Regions from separate parts of the Callithrix jacchus genome. Here region 1 is linked to region 2. The links are chromatin contacts, called in public Hi-C maps. All regions are on one chromosome and are shown on one strand. Each heading gives the region's core, a stretch centred on a gene start, on an enhancer-like site or on the middle of the called end of the contact. The rest is flanking DNA. Distances are from core to core; before and after follow the strand shown.

The links. Hi-C and Micro-C count contacts between places; a contact is called where the count stands out from the background.
Region 1: a contact with region 2 is called in a Hi-C map of skeletal muscle, with 5 times the contacts expected there. The contact joins the enhancer-like site here to the promoter of EPM2A in region 2. A contact is called at or near these places in 2 of 3 Hi-C or Micro-C datasets (both in skeletal muscle).

The regions. Positions count from the first base shown.
Region 1 is chr4:152,676,364-152,683,277 of calJac240_pri, forward strand. SHPRH (SNF2 histone linker PHD RING helicase) reads right to left here. Exons shown (of 29, transcript XR_004742130.3): 25 at 4,982-5,170. Among named protein-coding and RNA genes, the nearest start is that of SHPRH, 61 kb to the right of the region's middle. Within about 2 kb of position 1,713, at least 3 of the 16 cell types and tissues checked have an H3K27ac peak or open chromatin away from gene starts, as enhancers often do. A contact at or near this core is called in skeletal muscle, where this site is marked.
Region 2 is chr4:152,512,546-152,519,169 of calJac240_pri, forward strand. It overlaps EPM2A (EPM2A glucan phosphatase, laforin), which reads right to left and starts at 3,489. Exons shown (of 6, transcript XM_054254493.2): 1 at 3,148-3,489. The coding sequence starts at 3,448.

The DNA.
Region 1 (6,914 bases), core at 463-2,962, 160 kb after region 2:
GGCTTCTCTGGGAATTGGAATGTAGAGATGTACAGTTTTTTTTGTCTACAAAAAGGCTATGTATTTGCTTGATAAAAATGCCGATTTCTGGACCACATCCCAGGTCTAATGAGTCAAAATTTATGGGGGTAGAGCCTTAGCAAAAATATTTATATTAAAAAGCAGGCCAGTTGATGGTCACATACTTACAAGTTTGACAAGAGAAGCAATTGTGTAGCATGTGGTGTGTGGGAAGGGTACTATATTGCTGTCACTTTATCTATGTAGTGGCTATATCTATTTTCTTCTGGAAAGAAATTTCTTATTATCTAAGACTCTAGTTCATTATAGGGTCAGGGTCTCCACTGGCAAAAGTGCTTTGTATGAAACCTAGCCAAACCTAAGACACAGTGAACAAGACACGTGGGCCATATGTTCTGCCAGGAGGCCAATTTTACTATCCAAAATGCCTGGCAGTTGTCAGAACTTGCAAGGGGAATTTTGTTTACTTTGTGAGCTGCCCAGTAGGTTCCAAAGGTCATTTAGGAATACTGTCACACTGTTGCTAGGGAAGACATGGTCTTCAACTTAGGTACATCCACTGAACAGGACGTTTGTAATCCCAATATTCATTTTATATCTATGGTCAATCAACAGCATTCCTTACATTGTAAAATCTCTTATTTCCAAGAAATACCACTTAAAAAATGTCTACTACTGTTAAATAGTAGTTGTATGTTTTCCAAATATCTTTTATCCACAGAACAGCTATATGATTAAGCATTATATATGATATATTGTTTGCTATGACTGAGAATCTTGACATAAATACAGTGAAATAACCATTTCAGAAATAAATTTTATATTTCAGAAAATATAAACATTTCAATTAAATAAAAAATTACTTCTCAGTATTATTTATTAAAGATCAGGGATTTGATATCAACAATAATAAAAAGAAAAAAACTAAGTTTAGGAATAATTGGAACTAATAGGTCTAAAATTTGAAAATAATGCCTTAACTATTTACACTGAGCCATGTTTATTTACATACAAATCCAAAATAGGCAATATGATCATTTACATGGAAGTTTCAAAGAGGCACAAGAGAGGTATGAAGTCTCAGCATACAATAAGCAGATGTTTCAAGGAGGAAGTGATAGACAGCAGGGCAGAAATGTGACAGAAGTAAGAAGAGGGGACAGGAAGCACAAGGCAAATGTGACAGACACAAATGGTAACAGAAAAAGTAGTGAAGAGCCAACCTAAACGTGGCATGAAGCAATGTGAGGAAGTCAAAGAGGGATTAAAACTTGCTTGCACAATGGTACAATATTCAGTCTTATGTTCAAGAAAAGGAAATGTAATTACATATGCATCTTTGACAAAAGGGAAATTATCTTTACTAAATTCTATAATCTTAATTTTTAAAAAGATGTTTCAGTTAATTCATGTGTTAATCAATACCCATGAACCACAGGGAGAAGTGAGAGCATCATAAACAGTATTTATACACTGATATCTTTGCTCCAACAGCACAGCACATGTAACTGTGCCAATCTCTATCCTGGGTGTCTAGGAAAGCTGCCATAAAATGAACAGGTGTTTGGGTGTGATTGGCTCAATGACTGTTTCATAGACTGTGCTGTTGACTGGTAGCTAGAGCAATCGCTTCCTCAATCTCTGCACAAAACCTGACACAGCACTTCTTCCTTCTGACAGTTCCTTGTACTGCGATGCATGCTTTCACCTAAGGGTAAGCCACCTCTTCTTAGACACAAAAGCCATCTGTGGCCCTTGAGATGCCTGTGGCCAGAGGAAGGCTAAGAAAGCCTATTTTTATGGGAAGGAAAGGGGAAACTATAGGAGTGGGAAAGAAATGGGGAGAGAGGGACTGGGAAGGAGAGTAGTTTTTTGTGTTGCAGGCAGGACAAAGAATAACTGTCAAATGAAATGCCTCAAGGCTGTACCATAGGTCACCTACCTCTTCATTCAGTAACTCTTTAGCATTTGCTTTAAAAATACAGTCCTCCCCTAGTATCTGCGAGGGACTGACTGTTCAAAAATCCCTGTGGACACCAAGATCCCAGGATGCTCAAGGCCCTTATATAAAATGTCGTATTTGCATGTAACATATACATAGCCTCCTGTATACTTTAAATCATCTCTAGATTACCTCATATAATCCCTACACATCATTTCATTTGTGTGGATTCAACATAGACTTGGCATGCTGCAAATTCAAGTTCTACTCTTTAGAACTTCACGGAATTTTTCTTTTTCCAAATGTTTGTGATCCGTGGTTGGCTGAATCCAGATACACAGTGCTGACTGTAAAACGTATCCAGGGATTCACTGATAGGGAATAGGACTAGATGATCCTTAGGTCATGATGTTCTCATTACCTATCCTTGCCCATTCTGTTACTCCCATACTGTCCTGGACTTCCTTCCTACTTGTTCACCCTCTGATTCTTTTCCTTTCACTCCTGGACCTTTCACTGGTGTCCCCGGGAACTCATACTTTATTACGATCAACAATTGTTTCATATTTTCTACCTTTTGTGGAAATACTACTCTTCACTTCCCTGCTTTAATTAGAATCTGACTATCCTCTAAGCACACTGGTCTCTCAGCAGCCCTTCTGAATGATGTTTATTCTCTCACTCCTTGCATTTGACACAAATACAAGTTTCAGATCATTATTTCTCATTTGTGTAACAACTTCTATTCTTTTGAGGCCCAGTTATCCCAACTCTACCCTTTCCTATCATTTACTGAACCCCACCTTACATTCACTAAAGAACTTTGGTGCCTAAATTACTCTATAACTCAACTCTAGATATTACACACTGTCTGCATGGACAACCATCCAAAATGCAGGTCTCACTGTTTCATCTTCTAACCTCTTTTCTTCTCTGCCTCACTTGAGTCACTTACTTCTACAGTCATATCTGGCATACCTGACCTCCCCAGAATGACTATGATCTCCCATACTCAGGGAACACCTATGCTTATCTTTTGTGCTCAACAGCCCAATTTATACCTGTTATTTGACTTCAATGAGACCTCTCTACTTTTTCTCTATACATCAGCATTTTCCTTCTTTTCAAGAAACTTGCATTGAGAATTATCCTTTCTCCTATATCTTCAGTCTATCCTTTTTCACTAGAGATTAAACAAGTGCAAGAATCTTTTGTCTTAAACAAAAGAAAATAACAAAGTGATGTCTTTCTGTACTCATATCTTCTGGTTATAATTCTGTTTCTATTTAATATTTTCTACTCTTGTGGAAATACTGCTCTTCACTTCCCTGCTTTAATTAGAATCTAGCTATCTTCTACGCATAGTGGTCTCTCAGCAGCCTTTCTAAATGAAGTGAATTTAAGAAACAATTGGGCATTTTTTTCTATTTGTTGACTTCCTGCTCATCCCTCAATCCCTCCCAACCTGCTTTCTGCCTCTATATTTGTATTAAAAGAACTCCTTCTGAAGTCATCAGTGACTTCATTAGACAATTAGTTCACACTGTAGTTGATCCACAATTAGCACTACTACCTCCTTACCAAAGCAGAGCTTCCCTGTGGCCTCTGTTGCCAGCATACTCCCCTGGATTGCCTGGCCCTAGTTGCTCCTTCTCATTTTCCAGCCCTCCCCACTTGATTCAATCTTTAATTCAATCTACCAGTACCATGCTATTTTGGTTACTGTAGCCTTCTAGTATAGTTTGAAATCAGGTAGCGTGATGCCTCTAGCTGTCTTCTTTTGTAGTGCTTATCACAATTATAACACATTAATTACTTGTTAGCATCTGTGCATCTTTCCCCAACTCAAACTCCTTCACCAATTCCCACAAGAGGAATAACCATATCTATTTTATTTATGAGTGTATGCTGCAACTACGAGGCCTTGCCTGTGTGCTAGCACATACTTGCATGGAATGAATGGATGGATGAATGCTTATTCTAACTGTGGGATTCTGTTTATCTCGACAGACTAGAGAGCAATAGGACTGACATTTTTAGGTTTTACTCAAATAACAGTGAAAAAAAAAGCAATTAAAAGTTCTTTAATTCAACTACAGTTTTCTTGGGAGGAGGGCACCCTAACACCTAACTACTGGTAGTGAATTTCAACTTGTAGCTGATTCTACTTATAAAACGCATTACTTAAAAGTGAAAAGAGAGTATCAAAAACTCAGAAGAAGAAGGAATAAAGAACACTTTATATTGCTTAAGAGTCAACCCCATCATTCTCCATTCTCATCCTCTAACTCCTTCCTTAAAGCCCATATTTGCTACTACATTTAGATACTGATGTGTCCTTTGTTCAAGTTTGGTTAGAAAAAAATATTTAAAAAGCCTATTTAAGGAAAAGAAAGAACAAAATAGCCTCCACTTTGTACTAAATACCCCTTAAGCAGTGAATCCAATTACAGATCTGGTCTGGATAACAAATTATAGTAATTTTTTAAAAATTCTGAATGAAGCATGGAAAAAAATTAGGAAAATAACACCAAAATTTGGCTGCACCCTGAAATATCAATCCATGCTATTTAAATTCTTGTAACTGTCTTCATTAACCAATTTACTTTTTCCTTCTGTTTACTTAGACACATCTTTCCCCTTATATGCAGGGTTGAACAAAAGAATGAGGAAAACTCTTTCTTTAAATAAGTCTCTAATTTAACCAGACCTCTATCTACTTGTGGTGGATAGAAATACTATAGAGGATGATAGGAAACTGGAATTTTAAGATGTTACATTTTAGCCACAAAGTGCATGACTATTGCTAACCATGTTTGAATAAGTGTTCTGTGTTCCTTCCACAATTAAAACTTAGATGGTTAAGCTGAGGCTTTCAGGCAGTATATCTACGGACAACAGTGGTATCCACCTATTCACTGTGCCAAGCTTGTTGTGATATTCACGGTTTCTTAATCAGATACTGCTTTCTATTACATTGCCTTACCTATGCTTCTGTGTGTTCCTGACCTACTTTACCTTCACAGGGATGTCCTCTTCCTGGCTTGCTTTCTCTGAGGTGAAGACATATGATATTTCTTTGTGAGATGTGGTCTGGCGGCAGATTGCACACTTAATGGAGCTTCTGTGAGATCCCACGCTGTATTGTTCAACAATTATAGAAATGCATTCATTACAGAAACAGTGACCACAGGTCAGTACTGCCCACTAAAAAGAAAACACACAGAACAAGCTTTACCACTATTAAAGATGCCTTTCAATTCTATCAAAAAAAAGCCTTAGTGCTATCAAAGATGCCTTTCAATTCTATCAAAAAAAAGCCTTAGTGCTATCAAAGATGCCTTTCAATTCTATCAAAGATGCCTTTCAATTTGTAAGTATATTAAAAGGAGAAGGGAGTCACAATTTTTCTTCCTAAAGATTTCATGACATTAATATTCTCTGTTATAAAGCTAAGTTGTGCTTTTAAATTAATTGTTTTTTATTCCAAAGTAAGCTTTCATAGACTTCAGTTCTGTTTATCCTAAGTGAGTATGATAGTCAGCCATCATTACTTTGTAGGAAGTTGGTGTTCTCATTTCTGTATCTGGGAAAAGTGCAAATTAGTCCTTCAGCACTCTAACAATATATACAACAGAGGGACTCAGAATAACATTATTTTGGAGGTAATATCATACTCAATATGTTCCACTTAATTTAAAAAACATTTATATTTTCACACATTAAAGCACTTATATAGAAAATAATATGGGCTAGTTAGTATTTCAAATTTATTTGGGTATTTTTTTAAAAAAATACAAACAAAAAGAAATTTTTAAGAAACCCCTTGTCATATTTCGAGAAAAATAAAATAATACACTCTGAATCTCTGCAAACACACCAGGGAGACTTTTGCCCTCTTTGGCAATGAGAGACGTAAAAGAGCAACAGATTTAGTCTAGGTGAAAGTTCTAAAAGCTATGGCATCTTATAAATGTTTATTTAACCTTTTTCACCTGGTAAAAACAGTAAGAAAAACTGAGTGTCGTTTTGAGTGAAAGCTCCTAAATCCTTAAGCTATGTTTGTTTTCAGGATTTGGACATGTATGGAAAGAAAGTATATGGCTGGCCCACTCAAGGTTCTTTGCAGGACCAACTAAGATGCTCTTTGGACAAGACACAATGAAGGAAAGAGAAAATTGAGTAATATAAGCTTGGTTTTAAAACCACTATGTTGCCTGTTATCAGCTAATACTATTCCTACTGTTTTCCAGCTGCACCTCTGCCAGAGTCCACAAGAGTTGAGACTAATGAAACTGAAGAGCTATTTTATCAGCATTTTGTATGACACAGAGCGGCACTCTATTGCACTTTATGAACCTCTTGCGCCACTGGGCTACTCTATTGGAAAGCAGTTTTGTGACTCAAAAAGGTGCTCAAAAAGGACCAACTAAACAGCCAGACAGGTCTACCTACATGTACAACGGTGAAGAACCAATGAGATACCTGGCACCTGAGCATTAGGAGTGATAGGAAGCTGACTGACCCAAACAGAAGAAATAAATGGCGATGCCTCAAGGGGCATCAGCTGGTACATAGATGTTATCTCTGACAGATTCTAATTTAATAGCTATAAATTAGAAGAAGAGAACTGAGGAGGGAAAAAGGAAAAAAATATACAGCTACTATAAACTGTGAGGTATGAACAGAGCTTGAAAAGTAGTTTTGCTACTATTATTAAAATCCGATATGGTCTGTTAAGTATAGGAAACCTAGGTTATGCTAGACTTAAATGAACAAATGTATATGGAAGAACTTTAAAAACTGAAAATGTTGAAGATGAAATAAAATGTCTGAGACAGTCCAGTTGCATGAATCTTATCAAAACTAAAAGCAAGAGTCTAGTTTATGTCATAATTTCTTCCATTTTTATCACAACTTTTATCACAGTTTCATCACTGACTTTTGTCAG
Region 2 (6,624 bases), core at 2,239-4,738:
AAACTACACTCAAAGATGACACATAGAAAGAAACTAGACAATAAAGACTGGCTCTATCTTCAACATAGTCACAAACTTAAAGAAAAACATAAGCTAGATGAGAACAAAAGGAAAAAATGCAAAAGAATACTGAATGGAACTTCTAGAGATGAGAAATACAGTATCTGAAAATAAAAATTCACTGGATGGAATTCACAGCAGATTAGACCTAGAAGAAGGCCTCAATCTTCTTATTTATATAACAGTGAAATGAATATCTACCTTGTAGTGTCACTGTAAGGAAAAAGAGTAATTTAACTGAAAGCACTTAAGAAGTAATTAGCCCATGATATAAAAAAAGAGAAAACCTCCAGCTCTTTCTGTTCTGTGCCCTATTCATCCAACAAATATTTATTGAGCAGCTACTATGTATCAACCACAACTGCAGGATATAAAAGAATTAATAAAATACACATAGTTTCTACACTCATAGAGCTCACAATCTGGTAAAAGACAAAAACCAATAAATACACAAATAAATGTTGTGCATGATATCTTTTGTTTTAAACTGTACCATGCATTATTAGCTGCCTACCCAAGATCCACTTTCCTCATTTTTGGTAATCAGTACACTAAGTTTCCTCAGGAAAGGAATATGCTCACCTGAATAAAGCACTTTCCCAGTGATATGGTTTGGATTTGTGTCCCCAGTGTTGGAAGGGGAGCCTGGTGAGAGGTGAGTGAATCATGGGGGTGGACTTCCTCCTTACTGTTTTTGTGAGAGTTCTTATGAGAGCTGGTTGTTTAAAAGTGTGTAGCACTTCCTCCTTCTCTCTCTCTTCCCCCTGCTCCAACCATGTAGGAAGTGACTGCTTCCCCTTTGCCTTCTGCCATGTTTGTAAGTTTCCTGGGGCCTCCCAAGCCATGTTTCCTATATAGCCTGGAGAACCGTGACTCAATTAAACCTCTTTATAAATTACTCAGTCTTAGGCCATTCTTTATAGTAATGCAAGAGCAACTAATACAGAAAATTCGAACTGGGAAGAGGTGCATTGCTATAAAGATACCTGAAAAAGTGGAAGCAGCTTTGGAATCAGGTGTTAGGGAGAGGATGGGACAGTTTGGAGGACTCAAAGGAAGACAGGCAGATGAAGGAAAGTTTGGAACCTCCTAGCGACTTGTGAATATTTGTGACCAAAATGCTGACAATGATATGGCTGAGGCGGTCTCAGACAGAGATGAAGAACTTATTGGGAACTAGAGTAAACGTCACTCATATTATGCTTTAGCACAGAGACTGGCAACATTGCAGCCCTGCTCTAGAAATCTGTGGAAATCTAACTTGAGAAAGATGATTTAGGGTATCTGGTGGAAGAAATTTCTAAGCAGCAAAGCATTCGAGATGTGCTCTGGCTGCTTCTAACAGCATATGCTCAAATCTATGAGCAAAGAGACATACTTAAAAGGGAAGCAGAGCATAAAAGCTTGGAAAATGTGCAGCTTTGCCATGTGGTAGAAAAGAAAAATCCATTTTCAAGGAGGAACTCAAGCTGGCTGTAAAAATTTGCATAAGTAAACAGGAGTTGTATGTTAATAGCCAAGACAATGGAGAAAAGGCCTGGAAGACATTTCAGAGACCTCCATAGCAGCCCCTCTCACCACAGACCTGGAGAGAAAAGGGGATTCATGGGTCCAAGGCCCCACCGCTCTGGACAACCTCTTACTATGAATAATAGTAAGCCCCTTTAAAGGAAGGATAAACTGAAGAATAAATGCTACCAGACTAAAAGCCCAGTGGGGTACAAAAAGAGAACAAGGATAATATATAAATATATTTCAGCCAAATCTTCTTTACAGATTATTTCTACATTATTACAAGCTAAATGGTCCATTTTTTACATATCAACATCTCAAGAGACACTCATTTCGTTGACTTCAACTACTGAGTCACACCCACTCCAGTCTTCAACCTTGCACATTTCCTTTAAAGAAATGGGCTGCCTCAATTCAGACATTGTTGGTGGGAACCGATATTAGTATCACCTTTTCAGGGCATAATTTAGCAGTCCTTATTGAAGTATTAAAAAAAAAAAAAAAGACTACATTTTGACCTAATAATTTCACTTCTTTGAATCTACTCTGCAGAAACATTCCCAAATGTTCAAAGATAACCTGCAAAAGGAATTTCAATTAAGCTACTACTGTCTATAACAGAAAACTGAAAAGAACCTAAATGCACATTGGTAGATGCAGAATAATATGTTACCATTTAAAATATATATCTACATGTAAAATAAAGATGTCCCCAACATATTGTTCCGCAAGAAAAGAAAAAATTCAGAATGAGATATAATTTTTGTTAAAAAAAAAAAAGTATATGCATGTATCACATACATAAATGTATACAGGCAGTGTACTTAAGATGCGTGCAGGAAACACTAAGTTTTCACTATGTATATTTCTTTATCATCATTATTATTATTCTACAACCAGCATGTATTGTTTTAGTATTTTAAGAAGTCAGGTCAAGTCTCAATTGTCATATACCTGGGATTAAAAAAGAAAAAAATCCAATATTCAACGTCTTTCCATTAGTTCATTCTCAAAATAAGAAAAAAAAATCTATACAGTAAGTAACACGTTGCAGTCTAGGATTAGCGAAAATGCTAGTTTCGCTGGTTGGATCGTTTTTTTAGTGAACTAGGACAGGAAAATGAGGACACAGAAACCAACTAAGGCGGAGTTGGGCAGCGAAGCCGTTCGGCGGCGCGCGGCCGGGCAGCCCAGGGACCCGCGCAAGGAGGACTCGGAGGGCTAAGGGGCCCCGGGCGGGAGACGAAGGGCACCGGCCCCTGACGCAGGCGCGGTTGGAAAGAAACTGTGGACTGGGTGTGCGGAAACCAGGTCAGAGAGGCGAGCAACCAAGGGGGCGGGAAGGCGGGCGGGAGCGCTGTACGGGTCTAGGGAACCAGTAGGAAGCCGGAGGCGCGGCTGGCGGCGACACCGTAGCCCGCAGAGCAGGGTCAGCCCGGGGCGCTCGGCGAGTGCCCAGGGACGCGGGCAAGGAGCCCGGGACGCGCGCCGCGGGGGCCTGCGGGGCCCGCCCGAGGCCGAGGCCGAGCTCCCGCTCCGTGCCCGGGGCCCGGGGCCGGCGCACATTGCCAGTACCTTCCCAGGAGAGCTCTCCTCCCGGCTCCCGCTTCAGGAACTTGTACCAGAACGTGTCCACGCGTCCCGGCTCCGCCCCGTCCTGCGCCGCCTCCTCGGCCACCAGCTCCACCTCCCCAATCCAAAGGCCCGGCTCCTGCAGCGCCCGCGACCCGGCGCCCGCCGCGGTGCCCGCGGGTCTCATGAGCACGGCCCCTCCCGGCTCCCAGCGCCCCAGCTCGGGCCGCGACCCCACGACCAGCAGCTCTGGCCGGGCGCCAGCCACGGCGGGCGGCACCACCACCCCGAAGCGGAAGCGCATGGCGGGCGGCCTGCGACGCGAATCCCCGGGCCCCGAGTTTCAGCGGCCGGCAGGCGCTGCCTGAGCGCGAGGCGGCCACGGCGATTGGGCGGCGGCGCGGGAGGCCCGGGCACAGCCGGGAACACGTGCTGTTCTGCGCCTTCTTTGGGCTGCATCACGCGGCCCCCGAGCCCAGGCTGCGTCCGGGCCGGCGGGAAGGGGTCCGCCAGCCGCCTCTTTGTGCACCGCAGCCCCGCGGGCGGCTGATTTCCACTTGCGGGCGCTGGGGAAGCGGCTAGCGGAAGAAAAGGAAGAGAAAACGGGGTTCGGGAAGGGAGGAAATCTTCTAAGCCAGGCAGTCGTCCAGTCCTCTTTCCAAGAGACTGGAAATTAACTTTACGAGGATCATGAGGAAAGAAATGGCCTCCAGACAGCAGCCTCCTAATTGTGAAACGGGGGAAGATCTTGGACCGGTCTCTGGAGCGCTCCACGCCTTAACCAAGTCACTTTTCTCATGGGTCTCAGGTTCTTTATCTGTAAAATGAGGGTATAAAATAATCTTTTCAAATCCTACCGGCTCTAATGGATATCTGATTGGTGGAGACAACCCAATGGTTGCAACAACCCAGAGCTGATGCAAAACATTACATACCATTCCCCTGTCTGAAAAGCCACACGATCACCTTCTTTTTTCAAAAAGTATTATATTTTTAGTATGTGTAAAGTAAGTTTGGAGTAAATACTTTCAAGTACTTTTGAAGGTCAAAACAAAAACTAATTCTGTGACTGTAAATGTATGCATTTTTTAATGGAGTAATTATTTTTTTAAAGCCCTTTGTTTAAAATTTACTTTCAATAAGCCAGCACTAGTCTTTCAGCTTAAAACCTTTTTGGGTCAAGAAACAGAGATTTTTTTAGTTGTCTGGCCAAAACCTAAAATACTATATATCTTGGTCGGGGAACTTCAATTTGTCGCTGCCATCAGACAAATGTCCTGATAGTTTTATATTCTTTAATAAAGTTATCCTTGTATTCTTATGTTTATGTATTCGCTAACATTTAACAACATGAATCCGTGATGTGAATTAAAGACACAGGCATTTTTACCAGTATTTGGAATTTTGTGAATAGCAAGGGGTGGGGGGGGGAAAGGCCAAAGTTTTATGCGTTGAGAATATCATAAGTAAAACAGAAAGTGAAAAAAATGTAAACTACACAAACACAATCTCTTGTGGAACACCTAGAAAACTTACAATACAGTTCACTCTTGCATATTGACATTCCACTCAAAGTTTGATTGGTTGCTAAGCTTAAGGATAAACACTGTGAACAATGTGAAGACAGAAAGGCTGGCCAAACACAACTGATTGAGTAGCAAATCAGACATTATTAAATCACAGTGGCATGTGAGTCGGTTTATGCAAATTGCTGTTACAAGATATTCTTAGAGTAAGTTTAGAAAAGTGAGAGTCATTTGGCGATGCAGAGAGGATTGTGTCTGCAGTGGAATCCAGACTCCAGTGAAAGTTTTTATTCCTCAGGACCCGGGAGCTGACAGCTCCAGACTTGCTTTTGCTCCACTGTGCTGCCTATGTTGTGTGCCTCCCAAATGGCATTATTCCCACCAGCTCTTCCAGAGTGAGTTCTGCCCGTTCTGTAGACGCAACAATAGCAGAAAAATTAAACAGTATGTTTGTTCAACAGACACGGTTTACTTCTCTCTCATCATAAAGACGTTGAATAATTTTAACCATTGGAAGAAGTAACCCTCTTAAAAGCCCCTAAACAAAATACGTAATAGCTTATTTTATGGCAAGGATTTAAATTAGGTATAAATTGGATGGCTGCTCTGTGTAGTAAGTAAAATGCAACTGGAAAGGAGAACAAGACCAAAATAGGGCTTAAAGGACATATTTCAAACTTTGATCATATTTTGATGGCCAATCATTGGGGTATACAAATATTAACCATAATAGTATCCATTGAGTCTATAGTATGGGCCAGGCACATGGTTTTTGTACTCGTGTTATCTTATTTAATTCTCTCACCAATCCTATGAGGTAACTACAGATGTTTTTCCCATTTTAGATGTGAAGATACTCCAGCACAAAAGGGTCCAATAAACAGTCTAAAGCAAGGAAGGGCAGAGCCAGGGGCTAAAAGGCATGCATTCAGCTTATAGATATAGATGCAGATATAGATTCTAATAAGGAAAATCTGTTGCAGAATGCATCTAAATTCTAGCATATTTAAATGTTATTCTCCATCAGCTCTTAATTTTAAAAAATTAAATTCCAGTGATTATTTGTTGTAACTAACTTCATCCTTAGAAATTATGAAGAGGCGAATCATGAGTGGCAGTCTAAATGGATCAATGAATCTGTAAAGACACAAATATCTTAGCATTTGAAGAGAATTCGGCTGCACGTCCTAGGAAATTATAATTTTTATGCCTTTTTATACCTATGTGTTGGGAATGGAAACACAGATTTAAGAAGCCAAGGTGAAGAATTTTACCAGTTTTTAAACTGTGTTAGTTTTAGATCTTTTCCCTTGTTGGGTCCTCCATATGAGATTTCTGTTTACGTTTCAAAGAATCATGGTATTTACTAAAACAGATTATTTATGAAATCCATGTGAGGTCAGATTCTTGATGATATGGGACAAGCTAAATTTAGAGCAAGAGTCAGTCCAGTAGAGTAACATAATTCTGATAATAATTTGTAAAAGACCAAACCAATTTGTTGTCATTGAATTTCATTTTTATAATGCTATCTTACATATAACTGTAAACATTCCTGAGAAATGGGTGATAAATTCACACATAGAGTTTCAGGATCCAATTCAAATGTAAATTCTTTTGAAGCCCCCTCAGGGAAAGCTATTAGTTCAATCTTGAGTGATTTACGATTTCTGAAGCAATCTCACTAGTCAGCAAGTATTGTATATGTATATACACACTGATGAAAACCATGTTTTATCTACATAGTTCAAGGACTGTAATAACTATTGGTTTATTATCAACAGAACATATCTAAAAGTTAAATATGTCACGTATACTATTTTCAATTTTGTAGCATTTAAAAAAAAGAAAAAAAAACCCTTTCAGAGAAAGTTTGAATACAGCTTAAAAACTACAGCTAACTTTTTTCTGGATTAAAAAAGTATGGCTTAGGCTGCTTTATAAGTTGGGGTTC